Linked DNA regions of Mus musculus: region 2 is linked to region 1. The links are chromatin contacts, called in public HiChIP or PLAC-seq maps. All regions are on one chromosome and are shown on one strand. Each heading gives the region's core, a stretch centred on a gene start, on an enhancer-like site or on the middle of the called end of the contact. The rest is flanking DNA. Distances are from core to core; before and after follow the strand shown. Region 1 has its middle 20 kb from the start of Gm39673. Region 2 holds the start of Nsg2 (neuron specific gene family member 2).

Region 1 (4,054 bases), core at 478-2,977:
CTTTTTTCATTCAGTATGAACAGCTGCCATGCATGTGCTGAGACCAGAGTCCAGGGACTGAGAATCACAGTAGGACAGCCTGCAGGGCCCTGATGTGACCAACTTCCAGGAGAGGCTGCAGAACAAGCAGCCCATTGCAGGCTGGTAGGCAAGGTCCTTGAGGGGGGGCCCATCAACATGATATGAGCTGGGGTGTGGGGAGAGCAGCTGCAAGCTATTTTTGCCTCTGATGGCTACAGAAAGCAAATTGCAGAGGGGCGGTGGGTGCTCACGATGCTACCTAGCAGGGAGATCTGGCTTGGTTTTTAGTATCTGCCCACCTAAGGCTGCCAGAGAAAATGGAAGTTATCCTGTTAAATCTGGACTTCTGACAACCATTATTGCTGTTGTTGTTATTATTATTATTATTAAAGTATGCATATATAATAATAGGGGCATACCTAGAATAATAATTTCTAAAAAGCCTTAATTTGAAGTTCAAATTTCCTTGACATCTTATATTTTTATTTGCTAAATCTGGCACTTTTTGCCACACCATCACTAGGATTACTGGGGTCATGTCACCCCAGCCTGGTGGTGTTTAAGTCTTGTAACCAAGGGAATCACTAAAGACTTGTGATTAGGTAACTGGGGAATCAGAGAGAACTCATCAGGCCCAGGGTTAGAAAGCCAGCAAATCACAGCAGTTGGAGAGAAAGTCAAGTTCATGATTCAGGAAGCCATGTTCTGTCTCCTAGGCTCCCAGAAATGCTAGACCAGGATAGGAGGGGAACAGCAAGTGGAAGACAGATGGGATCAGGGCATACAGCTGAGGTCACAGAGGCAACATCATCTGGAGGCTGAAAGGTAGCTCATGGTTAAGAGCATTGGTTGCTCTTGCAGAGGACTTGGCTTTGGTTCCCAGCTCCCTGGTGGTAGTTCAGTTCAATGTGTAACTCAGGTTCCAGGGGATCTGATGCCCTCTTCTGGCTTCTATGGGTACTGCGTGTATGGAAGGAAGGGAGTAAATGACAGCAACTTGGTCCATACATGTACTCAGGCACACACACAGACACTTAAAGCATTACCTATTAACACATTATCTAAGTTTAATGTTTTCAGTGCTGGTGACTTGTGCATGCCTGGCATCTCTCTACTACCAAGAACCAAGCACCCACTAATACAAGGCACAGGACTTATTTGGCAACAGAAGTAGATAGTAGTAACATTATGCACTCTTCCCATTTTACAGAATGAGAAAGTGAGGCCCAGAGAGGCCACAGATTTGGGAGTCACAGGACCTCAGTACACACACACACACACACACACACACACACACACACACACACAAACACCCCGTTTTGTTTATTTATTTATTTATTTTAGGGTTTTTTTTTCTCTTTCTGCCAGGCCCCACGGCAGCCTTTCTGCCCCACATTTGCTGCATATTCAGATCTGATGCTCCTCCCCGTCTGAGCAAAACAACACAAATTGAGATCCTCAGAAGCGGTCAGCTTTGGGCAATTCTGTTGTTGCAGATGCCATGCTTAACACTGCCCCCTTGAGCCACGCATCCCTGTGCCAACCCTCTTGGCAGGCCCTAGCCATACCCCTGTGTGTAGATCCCCAGCCTGGGTCTTCTTTCTATCTTGTGGAATGGAGGATGCTAGGAATGGAGCAGCTGACAGCAGCTCAGGGTCTCAGCAGAGCTGGAATTTGGAGCCAGGCCTCTGGTGCTATGGTGACAGTTACTATAGAAACTCGCAAGCTGCACTCAGCCAACCTACAGGGAATTATGAGGTTTGTCATAAGCGAGAGCCAACAAAGAAGGAGGAACCCTGGAGTTAGAGTTTGAAGCAAGGGCCAAGTCTCATTTTGGAGCTACGTTCACGTGTTACTTCATCTTCCTTGCCTACCACTTCTTCACCCCACCCTCCTTTTAAGTACCACACAGTCCCGAGTGTCAAGTAGCTAGCTGGATGCCCTGGTGCCTTCTTTACTCAACTGCTGCTACTTTCTGGATTTACCTTTTTATCCCAACATATCTTTCTTTCAAGTACTGGACACTTGTCACCAGGAACAGGGACAACCCAGGGTGCATAGACCTCTCAGCTAGGCTGAAAGGACACCAGTGTCACAGAGGTGCTCGAGTAGATGCATGAGAACATCTCCAGCCAAGGAAAGACAGAAGAGGCTACAGAGCAGGCATAGCCATGGGCTTTGGGCACTGCATGGTCAGGAGAGCTGTGTCCAAAGAGTGGTGCCTATGCCTATTTCTCTGTGTCCACTGCCCTGAGGAAGGCATGTATTTGCGTGCTTCGTCCCCAGCTGATATACTGTTTGGAGTGGTTAGGCGGTGTGTCCCTGTTGGAATAGAGTGTGGCCTTAATGGAAGACATTTGTCACTGGGGTTGGCTGTGAGGTTTCAAAAACTCTCACTTTTCCACTGGGAGCTCTCTCTCCTCTCTTCTCTCTCTCTCTCTCTCTCTCTCTCTCTCTCTCTCTCTCTCTCTCTCTCGCTCTCTCTCTCTCTCTCTCTCTCTCTCTCTCTCTCTCTCTCTCTCTTTCTCTGCTGCTTACAGAGCAAGACGTAAAGCTCTCAGCTCCTTCTCCAGCACCATGTCTGCCTGCACACTGTTATGCTCCCAGTCATCATAATAATGGGCTTACCTCTGAAACTGGAACCCAGCCCCAATGAAACGCTTTCCTTTATAAGAATTGCCTTGGTCTTGGTGTCTCTTCATAGCATTAGAACATGACTAAGGCAAGTAGTATAATGTTAGAGACTATCACTTACCCCAATTTGCTTTCTCCACACAGACAGGAATGAAGTTTGATGCATTGCTGCATCCCAGGTGTCTAGGGGCCACAGGGACTTCATGCAGCACATGCATGCATGCGTGTAGCACATGAACTTTGTAATTGTATCTCACAGGCCAGTAACCTCCACACGTCTGTTCTCACTTTCCCTGCACATGGGTTCCATGATGTGACCATCATCTGATCACACTGAGGAGCTGAGGCTCAACCCGGGTTCTTCCAAGTTCCACATTTGGCTCATGGAAGGCTCAAATTCAAAGTCCAATTCCAACGTTTGGGGTACTTTGCAGATGACAGGGTCACAGCTTGACTGAAATATCATTCATGTACCACCCAGTCCCCTTTAAATGTGTTCCTGCAAATAGCTTCGACTCTATTCACCAAATTGTGTAAACAGCAGAACAATCCATTCGTTGCCAAATACGTCCACCATGAAACAAGAAAACAATGTCATTCCCCTAGCTGCGCTCCAACTTGGCCTTGTGAGAGAGATGTAAAATCCTTGGGCTGGGTGGCTGTAAATATAGAGTTGAAGGCGTGTACACTGTGGTCTGGCCTTTCGACAATGCACTTTGTGCTTCTTGGAGAGTGTGATGTGCACTTGTGACTTCTTTCAGTCAGGACTCTACTTCTTCATGAAAGATCTCAAAACAACCCACAGACAACTAACTGAAATTCCAGGAGAGCCATGGGGGCTTTCTAGAGTGAGTGTGGGTGGGGTGGGGGGTACGTGGGGGTGTGTACAGACCATGTAGCCACTCAAATTGTCTAGAATTCACCAGCACCAATGGCACCAAGAGCCCCCACACACTACAGCCACTCTGCCCTCCTCCAGAAAGAGCCTTTGTCCCATCAGTCTAACGCCAGTCCATAGTTGAGACAGACCCCTGGGCCTGTAGTGGTAGAAAAGAGAATCGTCTTCCTTCCTAGTGTCATGGGCTCCACTGCTCCAAGTCCTCACATGTCCCTCCCATGGCTCCACTGAAGATCTGTCAGAACTGTCCTCCTAGCTTCTAATCCAGCACAGTTTGAGAATGTCTTCCTGGACAGAGTCTCGTGCCCCACAGGCGGTCAGCCCAGGACCCCCATTCTGATACCAGTGACAACCTCCAGGCTATCTTACCTGTTCTTCCACTGGGCTGGCTATAGGTGTGACAAGTTACTGTTTTCTCCCCAAGGTGGATTTATTTCTGCAGTGGCTGATAGAGCAGGAGGGAAATGCCCACCTATGTTTCCTGTCTTATTTTAAAAGGAT
Region 2 (4,054 bases), core at 1,146-3,645, 310 kb after region 1:
TTTATTGAACTCTTTTCCTTTGTATGTTTGTTGGTTTTGTTGGGTTTTTTTTGTTGTTGTTGTTGTTGTTGTTTAGGTTTTTTGAGACAGGGTTTTTTCTCTGTAGCTTTGGATGCCCTGGAGCTCATTCTGTACCAGGCTGGCCTTTGTAGTTCTTGAACAGTTAGACATTCCAGGATGCCATTGCACTGTCTCCTAGAATGTCTCACCGCCATGGCAGGCTGCAGAGAGGGCCCAGCTGAGACCAGTCCTGTCAGTCAGACCACCGGTGGATCTTCCTAGCCAGCATGTGTCATGGAGATCCTGCAGCTTTGGATCTGCCAGATCCTAAAGCCTTCATGCACTCCAACAGTTCATAGATGGGTTAGATGTTGGGGTGGCCTAACTCATTGCCCTGGATCTGGGCCTGAGTGCTAGCTGAGCTGGTCAGCCTGCCAGTTCTCCTGCACCCACCACACCACCAGGGCGAACTCTCCAGCACTGCCCCAGCCAGCTTACCCAGTGATGCAGCCAGTGAGGGTCAGGGCCAGCTCTCCTGCTGTCATGCCCTTGAGGCCGGCTCTCCCACCCTCTGCACAGTAGATGATGTTTATTGCATTTTGATTATTACACACACACACACACACACACACACACTATGTATCTTTTTGGCTATCTTAAGATTGCAAAAAACATACTTAAATTGATACAGATTACTTGGACCCAAAGCTTCATCACTTAAAGCAGTCTATAAGGCCATATCCGACACCATCTTGGTTTCTTTCCACCGCACTCTGCTGCACAGATGTCTTGCATGTTGCGTACATTGAAAACCTCATCAAATGATGTGATAGTATTTGCTTTCAATCCTCAATTTTTTTTTAAATACCAATTATTCTATTTTATCTGGAACCCCTCAACCTTGTTCTCCATCAAGGTTAGACATGCCATTCCAGCCATGGCCTTCCTTCCAGCTTGGGTCTTAACCTCACAGGTCACCAAGCCTGGACTTCTCCTTGCCTCCAGGCAAGCTGCTTTCTGGAGCTTAGTGAACTCTAGGGACCTCTGTCTTGAAAAGTGTGGCTTTTCCTTGTCAATCAGCCATGAACTATCAGAGGGGATTTCTTTGACTCTTAGGGCAGCAGCGTTAGGATCTGAAATATACATGTTCACAATTGAACCTGTGGTTGCTGGCTATACTGTGCTGGTCTCGTGCCATGCATGAATTTGGCAGTCATTTAGGTCTTTGGAAAGAAGGGGAAGGAAAACCAATATTTCTTAGAATACTTCCCTCTCACACATATACATCACCATTTAACACTGCCCTGTGTGGTGCTGATAGATGACAGCCTTCATGGTCTCAAAAACCCTTACACACATTTCATGCCCGAACAATACAGAAGACACACGCGTTTCTGTGCCTTGTAACACATAGACACTAGCTAGGGTGATTTTTTTTTTTCCACACAGAACAAATATTTTTTAAATCAAAGTGAACCACTCAGTCAGTACTGCAGCTGTTGATGAACAGTGATTTGAGCCACAGCTGGGAGAAGTCACTGGCAGTGGGCTCAATCATCCCTGTGGTTGAAATAGGCGTTCAGAGCATCTCTCACAAGTCAGATGTGTTTCCATGGGTACATTCTCTTCCCGTACTCCCTGCCATCTCATTCTGCAAGTGCTGTTATCCTCCATCAAAGGCAAGGCAGCAGAGGCTCAGGGAGTGGCTGAAAATGTGTCAGACCCACCCAGCCAGTTTGGTCCGGCTGACACTGCCTCTCCACTCCTTCTTACTCTGGTCAGCAAACTGGATGTTATTTAACGTCTTGACCTAGATATGGATTTTGGGGACAAGAGTCAGGGATCAAGTCCCAGTTCTGGCCTTTTCCAGTTCTGTGACCTTAGACAGGTCAAGTCTATGCACTGTCTGCAGTTTATGCAGGTGTGTTCACAGTGCAAGCCACCCCATTTCCCAGTCTTTGTTAGAAACCACAGTTTACAAAAGAGGGCAGTAGCTTGAAAGAGACCAGAAAGGTGTAACAGCACAGGAAATGGAAAGTAACTACCAGTTTACTTTCTCTTCTAACCCAGAGCAGGTGTTTTGAGTTTTACAGTATTGTTAGGGAAGCTTTAGCAAGAGGGGAGCCCTTCTCCTAAAACAAAACAAAACAAAACAAAAAACAAAGTGCCTGCTTTTTCAGTTTCCACCAAAGACTCAAGAATTGCATTTTACATTATTGTAAAAAAAATTATAAGCCACATTACTGTTTTTGGAATAACCAAAATTCCTTCCACTTTTCTTTAAAACGTTTGTCCTATGCAGGGGTTGTGGCCATGCATGAGAAACAGCAGGTGGTGCCAGATGACAGGTGGTGTGGGAGCCGTCCCCGGTGGGAGGCGCGAGCTGGCGAGCAGGCTGGCAGCTGCCAGATCTTCTCTGCGCGCTGGCGCCTCGTTCTCAGAAGCTCCGGATCCAGGCACGCGAGGGCTGCTTTTTTCAGCACCACGCTCTGGCTGAGGAGGGAGGACTCCTGTTTGTCCTCCTCCTCTACATATTGGCTTGACTCTGCTCTGACCCCCACCAGTGCCGCACAGTAAGTAGGCATTTGTTTTTGTTGTAACCACTCCCCAGCACCCTCCCAGCCCTTACCACCCTGTCATCCCCACAACTCCGTTTGTCTAATTACGTCCCACCAGCCGGATTGACAGGAGAAATTCAGTTGTGCAGGGCTTTTGAGGGTGCGGTGAAATCAATCCTTGAGTTCAAAGGGAACTGGAGGGAAATAATGTGATTTGTTTATTTAGTTGGCAATCTTGCAATATGGGGGCTGCTAACTTTCCATGAAAAGAAAGAAAGGAAGGAAGAAAGAAAGAAAGAAAGAAAGAAAGAAAGAAAGAAAGAAGGAAGGAAGGAAGGAAGGAAGGAAGGAAGGAAGGAAGGAAGGAAGGAAGGAAGGAAGGAAAGAAAGAAGGAAAGAAAGAAAGAAAGAAAGAAAGAAAGAAAGAAAGAAAGAAAGAAAGAAAGAAAGAAAGAAAGAAAGAAAGAAAGAAAGAAAGAAAGGAAGGAAGGAAGGAAGGAAGGCCCTGGCTATTGAGGAAATGGAGCTATTTCATGGCTGAATAAGGAGATCAGGTTCAAGCCAGCCTCTTTCTGATGTAGAAACCTGGGTCTCGTGTACAATCTACATATTATGTAAAAGAGAGAGAGAGAGAGAGAGAGAGAGAGAGAGAGAGAGAGGGGGGTCTTGAGAGAGAGATTGACTGTATTTAATTGTGTTTTAGAGATTGGTGAAGAAAAGGCAAAATAGCGATGTGGGTGGTGAGATGAAATGTATCTTACTGCAGGGGGCCCAGAATAATGGAGTTTCCTTTTGTGCTAAGAACAATCTTGCCAGTGGGGCTCTAGGGATATGTTAGCCACAGTTTCTTGGTATTTTTTTTAAGCTCATTTAAAAAAAAAATGAAGGTCTGAGGTTTTGGGGGTTTTTTGGTTTGGGGGTTTGGGGGTTTGGGAGGGGCTCCCTAATTCGAGGGTTGGTGAACTCGGTGAGCAGTTAGCACATTCTGATGATTAATGAAGTTTCCCCGGACAATGGGAATCATGTCAGGAAATCTAGTGGGAGATTGATGGCTGTTGCCAGGTTGAATGCTGCTGCAGTTGAGCTGTCTCAGACCGTCCTCAGCCCCTCACATTCCCACTGTAACCAGAATCCTGCTGCTTGCCTTAGGTCTGGAATAAAAGCAGAAGCATGGTGAAGCTGAACAGCAACCCTGGAGAGAAGGGGGCCAAGCCGCCTTCCGTGGAGGATGGTTTCCAGACCGTCCCTCTCATCACGCCCTTGGAGGTTAATCATTTGCAGCTGGCTGCTCCCGAGAAGGTAACCGGGTGATCTTCCTTTCCTTGTCCCCCAGGCTACCCTAACCCAGGAACCCAAGCAGCAAAAGATTTTTTTTTTTTTACCCCTTCAAATCCTTTCATTCTTCCAGCCACCAAACAGGCTCCCTTCCTTGGAAAATATTGTGTCCAGAGATGAGACATTTCTTGTGTTATTGCAGATTTATGGTGTTTGCTCAT

What was found. HiChIP or PLAC-seq counts read pairs in DNA pulled down with a chosen protein or histone mark.
Region 2: a contact with region 1 is called in an H3K4me3 HiChIP or PLAC-seq map of forebrain, with 4 times the contacts expected there. The contact joins the promoter of Nsg2 here to the enhancer-like site in region 1. A contact is called at or near these places in 1 of 39 promoter capture datasets (hematopoietic stem and progenitor cells), 6 of 115 datasets of contacts at active chromatin or transcription factors (VIP interneurons, embryonic basal ganglia, embryonic forebrain and 3 more) and 2 of 9 other capture datasets (adipose tissue and pancreatic islet).

What each region holds. Positions count from the first base shown.
Region 1 is chr11:31,693,349-31,697,402 of GRCm38.p6, forward strand. No RefSeq gene overlaps it. Among named protein-coding and RNA genes, the nearest start is that of Gm39673, 20 kb to the right of the region's middle. Within about 2 kb of position 1,728, at least 55 of the 459 cell types and tissues checked have an H3K27ac peak or open chromatin away from gene starts, as enhancers often do. A contact at or near this core is called in VIP interneurons, embryonic basal ganglia and forebrain, where this site is marked.
Region 2 is chr11:31,998,024-32,002,077 of GRCm38.p6, forward strand. It overlaps Nsg2 (neuron specific gene family member 2), which reads left to right and starts at 2,396. Exons shown (of 5, transcript NM_008741.4): 1 at 2,396-2,573; 2 at 3,708-3,857. The coding sequence starts at 3,729.